Linked DNA regions of Sus scrofa: region 1 is linked to region 2. Evidence: chromatin contacts called from public Hi-C data. All regions are on one chromosome and are shown on one strand. The core of a region is the stretch at or near the end of the contact, and the rest is flanking DNA. Distances in the headings are between cores, read along the strand shown. Region 1 holds the start of ZNF615 (zinc finger protein 615). Region 2 holds the start of PPP2R1A (protein phosphatase 2 scaffold subunit Aalpha).

Region 1 (5,477 bases), core at 2,233-4,732, 110 kb before region 2:
GTGCTGTGTATACAAGTAAAGATAGGATTTTTGTCCACCTTATTGCAAAGTTTACTCTTGGACATTTCCTTAAAGATTTGACACAAATGAAACAATTTTCTTAAATTCTACTCCTCAGAGCCATTTCATTTAAAAAATATTTTTTTTCAGACTATTCTAAACATTGGGGTCATTTGTATAAACATATATCCAAAATCTGCCTATCTTCTAATACAGAGGGTTTTGTTTTTGTTTTTTTTTTTCATTTTCTTTGGCAAATAAAATTCCTGTTACTCCACCTTATTACCAGTATTCCATATTTCCAATGTTTTGGATTTCAGCAAATCTGAGTGCTGGGTACTTATATCACATTGCTGTTTTAATTTGCAATTCCCTAGTAACAAATGGCATAGGCAAGCTTTTCATATGCTTATTTGCCATCTATTATCTTTGAGCAAGTGTCTGTTCAAGTATTTGCCCATTTTTGAAATGGAGTTTTCTTATGGTTGACTTCTTTCTTTGTTCTCGATACCACTAGTCCTACGGGATTTATGGGATGAATGTTTTGAGATTCTTTTATATTCTTCCCTTTTTCCTTCCTTCCTTCCTCTTTTTTGCCTATTGACTTCTAAGTGTTCCTGCGTCATTTGCTGAAAAGTCTAGCTTTCTTCACTGAATAAGCTTTGTTCCTCTATCAAACACTTGAGTGTACTTATGCAGGTCTTTTTCTGGGATCTCTATGCTGTTCTACTGACCTATGTGTTTATCTTTTAACAAACACTACTAAAGGTTTATAAGTCTTGGAATCTGTTGATGTGAACTCTATATGATGGTTCTTTTTGGTCAGAAGTTGTTTTGCTATTTCCAGTGGAGAAGCCTGGCAATATTACCATTACCTGTATGTACATCAGTGTTGTCACTTTGATATGCTGTACCCCTAGATATGATGTTATTACAAAAGGAATTGAATTTTGAACTGTCTTTCCCAACATGCCTAATCCTTGTTTAACAAGGAAAACAGACCACCTTAAAGGGAAGGTCAATATACAAAACATCTGATTAATATTTCTCAAGATAGGGCGTTCCTGTCGTGGCGCAGTGGTTAACGAATCCGACTAGGAACCATGAGGTTGCGGGTTCGGTCCCTGCCCTTGCTCAGTGGGTTAACGATCCGGCATTGCCGTGAGCTGTGGTGTAGGTTGCAGACGCGGCTCGGATCCCGAGTTGCTGTGGCTCTGGCGTAGGCTGGTGGCTACAGCTCCGATTCGACCCCTAGCCTGGGAACCTCCATATGCCGCGGGAGTGGCCCAAGAAATGGCAAAAAGACAAAAAAAAAATACTTCTCAAAATAATTGAGGACATGAAAAAGAGAAAGAGAAATGGTAATGGAGAAGGGAAATGCAAGGAAATAAGATGTTTAAATGCAGTATTTTACCCTGGGTTGAATCCTAGGACAGGAAAAGGACAGTAGTGGAGAAATGTGAAATCCATGTAGAATTTGTAATTTAGTTGAATATTATACCAATGGTTTTTAAAACAAATTTTAGGAGTTCCCATCGTGGTGCAGTGGTTAACAAATCCAACTGGGAACCATGAGGTTGCGGGTTCAGTCCCTGGCCTTGCTCAGTGGGTTCAAGGATCTGGCATTATCTTGAGCTGTGGTGTAGGTTGCAGATGCGGCTCGAATCCCGCATTGCTGTGGCTCTGGCGTAGGCCTGCGGCTACAGTTCCGATTAGACCCCTAGCCTGGGAACCTCCATATGCCGTGGGAAGCAGCCCTGGAAAAGGCAAAAATACAAAAATAAATGAATAAATAAATTTTAGTGGAGTATATTTGACTTAGAAAGTTGTGTTAGTGTCATACCAGTGTTAATCTCTCCATTTGACAAATGTACCATGATTATATAAAATATTCATATGAGAGGTAGTCAAATGAAGGTCCATGTACACACGTTGTAGTACTTTGTGACGTCTATGTAAGTCTAAATTTTCTCCAAATTAAAAGCTTATTTAAAGTAGGTATAATATATATATCAGTTATATGTCAATATAGATGTAAAAAAGGATGTAATCTAATTTCATCTCGCATTATAAACATGTTTCCATATTATAAAATGTTTTAGATATTCATGGCTATAATAATACCATGGGTGAATAAGTTGGATGATAATTTCAGCCACATTAAAGTATCCGTTAAACTGGGGTGTCCTTGAATAACAACATATTCAATTATGCTCAGTTTACATTATGATCCTCTTATTATCCAAAATCTTACATTCTTACCACAAGATTTGTTGTGCTATTTTTCTTGTATGTCCCAGACATCCTCACTTATTTTTAATCCTAGGTAGTTTATAATTTTGCAGTTGTAGGGATTTTTTGTTTGTTTGTGTGCGTGTTTGTTTTTTAGGGCCGCACACATGGCATATGCAAGTTCCCACGCTAGGGGTTGAATCGGAGCTACAGCTGCCAACCTACACAGCCTCAGCAATGCAAGATTGTTGCGAGACATGTTTTTATAATATTTTCTTAGCCTCTTTGCTGAAAACTCCATCTTGTCCGTCCTTACTTTGTCCCGTCTTCCTGCTTGAGAAACAGTCAGGGTGATGGTAAATGACTTAAGCTTAAGAACAAAGATCTAAAGGCATGGGTTATTCGCGGGGTCAGCAAAAGTAACTGGATAGTTGTTTTATTATTGTTGGATTTTGATAACTCTTTATAAATGCTGAATATAAGTCCTTTATCAGATGTTAAATATGTAAATATTTTCTCCTAATCTCTGGCGCTACTCATTACTTTCTTAAAGTTGTGTTTAGAAATACAAAGGTTTGGAGTTCCAGTGATGGCGCAGCGGAAACAAATCTGACTAGGAACCATGAGGTTGCAGGTTCGATCCCTGGCCTCACTCAATGGGTTGAGGATCTGGCATTGCCATGAGCTGTGGGATGTCCATTTACTGAATGCATTGCCTTTTCTTTTTCCAGGAGTTCCTTCTCTGCTGCTATACCAACCGCTGAACTTTTGGTCCATTGCAAACCTGCCTCTCTCGGTTTAAAATACACACTGTAAAATAAAGCCCATGGCAATATTCCTTTTCTGCCCAGTCCGCAAAACGAAGTTTAGGTAACTCCACATTTGCTTCACAAACCTTGAGTCTCTAAAAATCTGCTAATTTCTGAAGAGTCGAAGTGCCAGGAAATTAGATAAATTCAGCGGCGTCTTGCCTTCCCTGCCATCCCTGACTCTGGGAACCCAAACCCACCCCTTGGCCTTCCGTACGTCAGGCGTCCCAACATGGCCGCTCACTGGGTCCTCTGCAACTTGGGCGCGGACATATTGCCTCACTAAGAGCTGCCGGAAATCCGGTCTTCCGCGTTTCCCCAAACGCTTCAGACCCTCTTCGGCCGCCATAGGCGGACGAAAACACTGGGGAGACGGAGTAGAAATTGTTCTTGAAAGCGTTACCTTTAGACTCTCGTGGGAGGGAGAAAGTCCGGTCAGTGTGTGCATTTGTCCCGTGAAGTTTTGTGTGTTTTTTGTCCCATAGGAGGTGACGTCACGCCCACTGGTTGGACGTGGTGTAGTGTGGACAGAGTTATTGGAGGGTTTGGGGAAAGCGCCATGGTGAAGGTGTTTGAGAGGAGCGAGGAGAGCGTCTGCCGCGTCAGTCAGGTTGGGGTACCTTGGGCGGTGGTCGTTAAAACGATTAAGAATTTGCAGAGATCATGGACTGTGTCTCCACTCTCAGGGTCTGGGCGTCTTTGCAGGTCGCTCTGTTAAGGATGCAGGTGGCATTTATGATGATCACGGTTCAGGTTGAGGTTCGGGAACGGGGCTCAGTGATATTCGTGCCGTGGTTGATGGTTTTCACATGGGGGTGTCTGTCCCAGGTTTCGTATTAATGATGAGATGTGCAGTCACTGTCTCTGGTACAGAGAGGCTTGTTAGAGCTGAAGCTATGGACGCCTAGGATTTCTGACTGGTGGTTTGACAAGTTCCAACCTGGGCGGATGGGTGGGAAGACGTTACAGTCCGGAGGAGTTTGAAACGACGTTTTTTCGCTTTTTATTCAGGGGTTGAGTAACTGCAGAGAGTTACTAATCCTGCCAAGCCAATCTCTTGTGTTTCTCTTTGTCTGCTTTCGCCCTGCAAAGGCAGAATTGGGTCCTTGTGACAGATTTTTAAATTTTTTAAAGTTTTTATAGTTTTTTTTGGCCGTGCCTGCGGCATGGGAAAGTTCCTGGGCCAGGGATGGAATCCAAGCCACAGCAGTGACAACGTAGGATCCTTAACCCGCTGAGCCACCGGCGAACTCCCTTTGTGACAGATCTTAACCCTCAAAGGAGAAATATATACTATCTATCCCTTTGTAGAAAACGTTTGCTAATGCCTGCCTTCACCCACTTAACATACAGCAGCGTTCACTTGCTTATTTGCCTGACACACATTCACACTTTCTTACTTGCTAATAGAATCTCTATTTTATTTATTCGTCTAGCCTTCTGGCAGGATATATGGCAATACTAATCAGTCATAGTTAATTATAGTGGTTCCAGTTGCCATTGCTAGTGATCAAATTAGTATGAAATGAGCTTAGGTTTTTTTTTAATCTTTTTAGGGCCGCCCCCGCAGCATATGGAGATTCCCAGTCCAGGGGTAGGATTGGGCATGTAGCTGCTGGCCTACGCCAAAGTCACAGCAACGCTGGATCCTTAACCCACTGAGCAAGGTCAGGGATTGAACCTGTGTCCTCATGGCTGCTAGTCAGATTTGTTTCCGCTGAGCCGCGACGGAAACTGTGAAATGAGCTTAAGTATATGGTGCAGTTCTAGCCAGCAATCTACGTAAAAATCTGCTGGGGGATTTGTGGGGGTAACATTACTTTTACAGAAGTAATTCTTTGAATCTCTTTTTCTATGTTGATGATATTTTCTGAATAGAACCTTCATTTTCTGTCCAGTTTCTAATTCATTCTTATCTCAATGCATTGGCTCTACTCTCCATTACAGTGTAGCAAAGCAAGTGGGGATAGTGGACGTCTATGTCCTGTTGACTCTCCTAAAATTCACCTGCTATATTGTCTGGAGTTAAGATGTTTCTATGAGGGTAAGATCATAAAATTATGAATTCATCCAGGATTTCAAATGTAATGACATAAAAACATTCATTGTATTCTTTCAAGACAGAAGAGTTTGTATTTTATCTGGTTTATGTCCTCTGTTAATTCCTTATATTCTTCATTTGCAGCAGGTATCTATCTCACTACTAATGTATATGTCTTATTGGTGGTCTTTTTTTTTTTTTTTCCTTTGGCTGTGCCTGAGGCATGTGGAAATTCCAGGGCCTAGGATTGAACTTGCGCCACAGCAGAGACCCAAGCTGTTGTGGTGACAATGCTGGATCCTTAAGCTGTTGAGCTGCAAGAGAACTCCCTTATTCTTTTTTTTTTTTCCTTAGGGCCTCACCTTGCTAGGGGTCAAATTGGTGTTGTAGTTGCT
Region 2 (5,686 bases), core at 3,162-5,661:
TTTCACTTTATTCATTTTTTTTTCTACTGTGTTGCCTTTTCCTTAGTGATCTGTTGTAGTTCCATATATGTGCTGGACATAAATATGCCTTTCTTGGTTCTCATCGCATGCTCTGTGTGTGTGTGTGTTCGTGCATGTGTGTGTGTGTATCTCAAAGAGGAGAAAGTCTTAATGTAACCTGACATTTTTTTCCTTTATAGATCATGTTTATTCTGTTTAAGAAATATTTCCCCATTCCAAGACCACGGGGATGTTCTCCTTTGTTTTATTTTTAAAACTTTCTTTAGCTTTAACATTTAGATCAGCAGTCCATCCAGAGTTGACTTGTTATATGTCTGGATAGTGCATTATTTATTTTTCTGATCAGCTGACAAATTTCAATTCATTCAGAACATGTGACATTATTCTTTCTTTGCCTTTGCTCTCACCTCTCATTACTTGAGCACCCAGGCTATTTGCACTTTGCCCTTGAGGTCTCGCGATACATCTGTGTCTTTCTGCTTCCTTCAGTCTTTTAACAGTTCCACAGCACCACACAAAAAGGGCCAGTCTTAGTATCAAAAATCTTGAGTGGATCTTTTTACACAATTATTCCCTAAAGTTGGAGAAGGGTACACCTTATTAGGAGACAATTCTACATGAGCCTCTCAACTTTTTTTTTCTTTTTTGGGCTGCACCTGCGGCAGATGGAGGTTTCCAGGCTAGGGGTCTAATCAGAGCTGTGGCCACAGCCAAAGCCATAGCAATGCCAGATCTGAGCCACTTCTCAGACCTACACCACAGCTCACGGCAACACTGGATCCTTAACTCACTGAGCGAGGCCAGGGATCGAACCCACAACCTCATGGTTCCTAGTTGGATACGTTTTTGCTGCGCCATGATGGGAACTCCTTTTGTTTTCCTATATTAGCTCCTGTTCTGAATTGTTTTGAAAAGATTTTTGTGTAACAACCTTGGAGGATGGCAGCGGTGTCTGTCTTGGGGGCAAGGACAGAATCATTACCTTACTAATACAGCACAGAGAATGCCTTCCTCGGAGACAAAGGCTGGTAGGTGTACTTATAACCCATGTTAAGGGGATTGGGATTTCTTTTATTATTATTATTTTTTAATAGTTACTTCCTCAATGCAATTTTTTCCCCTACTGTACAGCATGGTGACCCAGTTACACACACATGTATACATTCTATTTTCGCACAATCATGCTCCATCGTAAGTGACTAGACAGAGTTCCCAGGGCTACACAGCAGGATCTCATTGCTAATCCATTCGAAAGGCAAAGTTTGTATCTATTAACCCCAAGCTCTCCAACCACCCCAGGGGTTGGGATTTCTTAAACACGTTCTCCAGCTGTGATGCAAACCCCACTAGGTGCATGAAGTCCACTTGGACCTTTTGGCCTGGCCTCCCTGGGGTCTGTGAGAGCCACGGGAACAGATGTGCAGGTGACGCTCTGTTGTGCCAGGAATAGTACTGTCTTCTCAGTCCCAGGCATCTCACATCTTGTGCCAGCCTCCATGTAACTGGCGAGGGAACGTGGTTTGCAGATGGGCTAAAATCTCTGATGTTTTGTATTTGACAGCCTTGGTCATGAGGAGGGGCCAGGGACTGAGCCACACAACAAACAGCCTTCGCGTGTGATCACAAAAGCAGAGGGAGGCTCACTTGATGAGGTAGCTGGGGGCCCATCGCAGTCGGTTTGGGCTGCTATATCCAAAGTCCACAGATTGGGTGGATTATAAACATTAATTTATGTCTCGCAGTTGTACCAGCTGCAAGTCTGAGATCAGGTGCCAGCATGGTCAGGTGAGGCCCTTCTTCTGGGCTGCAGACTTTCTTCACAAGGCAGAAGGGGACAGGGAGCTCTCTTAGGCCCCTTTTGAAAGGTCATTAATCCCATCCGGGGCGGGGGAGGGGGGGAGGGGGGGGCTTGGCTTCATCACCCAGTCACCTCCCAAAGGCTCCACCTCCTAATACCATCACCTTGGGGAGTAGGTTTCAATACATGAATTTTGAAGGCATACAGACAGACCATAGCAGGATCCTTTGGAAAAACTCAACATCTTACATCAGGAAATAATGCAAATTATTGTATTATATGCTTATGCTCCCCATCCCACAAGTGCCAGAGGAGGGTATTCCAAGAGGGGTGAGACAAGTGTTACTGGGACCAGCCATCTTTTTTACTTGCCACCAGAGCATGGGGAAGGATTTAGATCATGTGCCACCACTAACCTCTGAGGTACAAAGTTTTCATGATAAAAATATTTTCTTTGTTGGCCAAGTTAGAGGCCCCAGTCTCCACAGCTCCGTCTAACATGGCATCAGATCTCTGCCACTGGGGTGGCTGATATAATCTGACCAATTCGAGTCCTATTTTCTAGTGTAAGTTTATTGGCACTCTATGGGCAGACTGTAATGCTCAATCCTGCCAGCAGTGAAGAAAAAAATGTGTCGGAGTTCCTGTCATGGCTCAGTGGTTAACAAATCTGACTCGGAATCATGAGGTTGTGAGTTCGATCCCTGGCCTCGCTCAGTGGGTTAAGGATCCGGCGTCGCCGTGAGCTGTGGTGTAGGTCTCAGATGTGGCTCAGATCCTGCGTGGCTGTGGCTGTGGCATAGGCTGGCAGCTACAGCTCCACTTAGACCCCTAGCCTGGGAAGCTCCATATGCCGAGGGTGCAGCCCTAGAAAAGACAAAAAGACAAAAAAAAAAAAACCAAAAAACACAACTGTTGTTGCTTTGACTCCCCATCATCTAAAGGAGGCCCAGCCCTTAAGGACTCCTGGGACATGGGGACAGCACAAGCCTTTGTGACTGATAATTTTTGTCAGGGGCCTCTGGCAAAGGGATTGCAGCCTCCACCTGCAAGCCACCCTGTCACTACTGATGGGTCCACTGCTTTCAAAAAGCAGTAATTAGCTTGCTCATGAGTGTGTCTCAAAACTGAAGCCTGGAGTTCCCAGGTGGCACAGCAGGTTAAGAATCCAGCACTGTCACTTCTGTGGCTCTAGCAATATCCTGGCTTTACAAGAATAAGTGGTTCCTATCGCTTTGGGGGAAACTTTAAGCTCTACACTGTAGTCAAAGCCACTGGCACTTCAAACCCTCCATGCTCTGAGATTTCTTTAAAGACTGATTTCCTTAGGGAAGCTGAATCCTAATGGTGTTGCCTGGGCCACTGGTTAGGGCAGAACTGGAAGCAGGGGTGTGTGGTATGATGGTTCTCATTACTGGTCAGATCTTAGGAACCTGGGCTGCTGCCAGTGGTCGAGCAGTTTAGTGTGCCACTTGGGGAAACTGTGGACTGTCAGATAAAGGACATCCCTCTCTTAGGGTGGGAACTGTGGAACCAAACTGCAGTGCTGAGAGACTTGTCTGGCTCACTCATTTGGATAATCATGGTCAGGGTCTGCTCTTGGAACAGTCTGACCAGAATCAAGCTGCTGATTCCATCTGTCCGATGCAGGGGCTCCCTACGCATAGGCACACTGGGACTCCCATAGCTCCAAAGGGCTGGCAGGTTTGGGGTAAGGGGAATATCCGGGGAATAAGGAGGGCAAGGATTGAAATATGCAAGCCCCCTCCACCACCACCCCTGCCCCTTTTAGGGGGAATAGTTTCCTAAGTGGAGTGGGTAGGGTCTTTGGGAAAGATGGTTTGGACTGTCCGGCGGCGGGGGGGGGGGAAGAGAAAGAGAGAAAAGCATGGTGTGCTCAGGCAGCCAATTTTCCAAAAGGAGACGTGCCTAGAGAGGGTTCAGGAAATCAGATAGACATACCAGCCTGAGGGGCCTAGGTTTTACCCAGAGAATAAGGTTAAGTCGCCATCCTTCCCTAGGCCTCGGCATAATACGGCACAAATCAAGGACGCACTCCCACCTCCTCCCGCACAAACAATCTTGGAGTGCGCCCTCCCGCCAGGCAGGGGGACCGCTGCCTCGCAAGCCGAAACCTGTACGATTCTGTTCCCCACATGATGTCACGCATTCCAAGCGACGCACGCGGGTAAGCTTTCTCCAGGGCTCGGACAGGCAGGCTTCGCCACCTTCCAATCCCGCCCCTCATTGGCTAGAAACAACTGCTCGTCTAGGCCGTTGTTGGCGGCGACGTAGGCGGGCACAATCTTAGTCGCTAAGATACCGCGTACTTCCGTTTCCTCCTCCCCCCTCCTAGGCTCCGGCAAGCTCAATCTCTTCCCTTGGACCAATGGCAAATGGGCAGTGGGCGGGACTTTATTTGTCCGGGCCAAAGAAACGCAGGCTTGGCCCGGCGTAGCGCGGCCAATGAATGTAGGGCAGCCCCTGTAACGTGGCCCGGGCGCCCCCAAGTCCTTCTCTCCTCCTCCCGGCCCAGCCCCTCCCTACCCGGGTTTCAGCACGGCGCCGGCCGCAGTCTGACAGACACAAGACGGAGCCAAGATGGCGGCGGCCGACGGCGATGACTCGCTCTACCCCATCGCGGTGCTCATAGACGAGCTCCGCAACGAGGATGTTCAGGTCCGGAGGCTCCGGGGGACTTGGGGAAGAGAGGAAGGGGTACCTGGGGGGCACCGGCGTCCCTCGCGGAGAAGATTCAGTGTTCGCAGGGAGTGGCGGAAGGGGGCGGCGGCCAATCAGTGTTCCGCTCACACCTCTCCGGTTCCCCGGACTCGATGAGACGGCGTCCGGGATTGGGTGTCGGCCCCGCAGAGGGCGCGCTTGGAGGGTCCCCAGGCCTGCCAAATGCGCGTGGCCGCTCCGGGCCTCGGAGGCCGCGGCCCACGAGGGGTCGGCCGACCGGGTGGGGGAGAGGCGAGGGGAGGGCCGGGTGATTGGCGGCGGCCCCTGAATGGCCCCTTGGGGATGGAGTGGGCTCGCGACTTTCTCCGAGTGGGGGAGGGGCCGCCGGATTGGTGGGGACCCGCGTAGGTTTTCTCCTTTCTGGGTTCGTGCGGCTGGGGCTCAGCGCTGTGGGTGTAATCTCTCCAAATGGAGACGGAGACGTGAAGGATGACTTTCCAAATCCTGCTCTTCTTCTCCCGGCAGTTTTGGTGTAGACCCTCCGAAAGAAGCGGGAGGCCAAAACCCCACTCCCAAGGGTGGAACTAGCTAAATTCCGAAGCGAATTGCCAGCTAGCCACTGGCCCCCCCTTCCGGTGTTCTCCCCTTAACTGGGGCCGGGGGCGGGGGGGGGCAGTTTACCAAGCGGGCTGTCGTTTCTGATGAGTGGCATGGGGTGGCGAGGGGTCGAGAAGAGGTAGGACTCAGGGCTTCGCCCATCCCAGCCCCACCTCTCACCCGCCCATTGACCTTGTGCACATTACTTCACCGATCTGGGCTTGTTTTCCATAAAACGTGGGCCAGTAATAGTCCCGGCCTCCTTGGATGGTAGTGAGTGACAGAGTTTATAACAGAAGAAATACTAGACGGCGCCTGACCTGTTGTAAAGGCCCAATAAATGTACCTGTAATTATTGGGAGTGGTGATTGAAGAGGTCCATCCTCCCTTTGGGCCTCAATTTCCCCACTTATAAAATTGAACCAGTCGCGGAGTTCCCGTTGTGGCGGAGTGGTTAACGAATCCGGCTAGGAACCATGAGGTTGCGGGTTCGATCCCTGGCCTCGCTGGTCAAGGATCCGGCGTTGCCGGATCCCACGTTGCTGTGGCTGTGGTGTCGGCCGGCAGATACAGCTCCGATTAGACCCC

What was found. Hi-C and Micro-C count contacts between places; a contact is called where the count stands out from the background.
Region 1: a contact with region 2 is called in a Hi-C map of embryonic fibroblasts, with 2.0 times the contacts expected there. The contact joins the promoter of ZNF615 here to the promoter of PPP2R1A in region 2. A contact is called at or near these places in 2 of 47 Hi-C or Micro-C datasets (embryonic fibroblasts and skeletal muscle).

The regions. Positions count from the first base shown.
Region 1 is chr6:58,077,062-58,082,538 of Sscrofa11.1, reverse strand. It overlaps ZNF615 (zinc finger protein 615), which reads left to right and starts at 3,482. Exons shown (of 7, transcript XM_005653321.3): 1 at 3,482-3,651. The coding sequence starts at 3,601.
Region 2 is chr6:57,963,673-57,969,358 of Sscrofa11.1, reverse strand. PPP2R1A (protein phosphatase 2 scaffold subunit Aalpha) reads left to right here and starts at 4,411. Exons shown (of 15, transcript NM_214024.1): 1 at 4,411-4,498. The coding sequence starts at 4,421.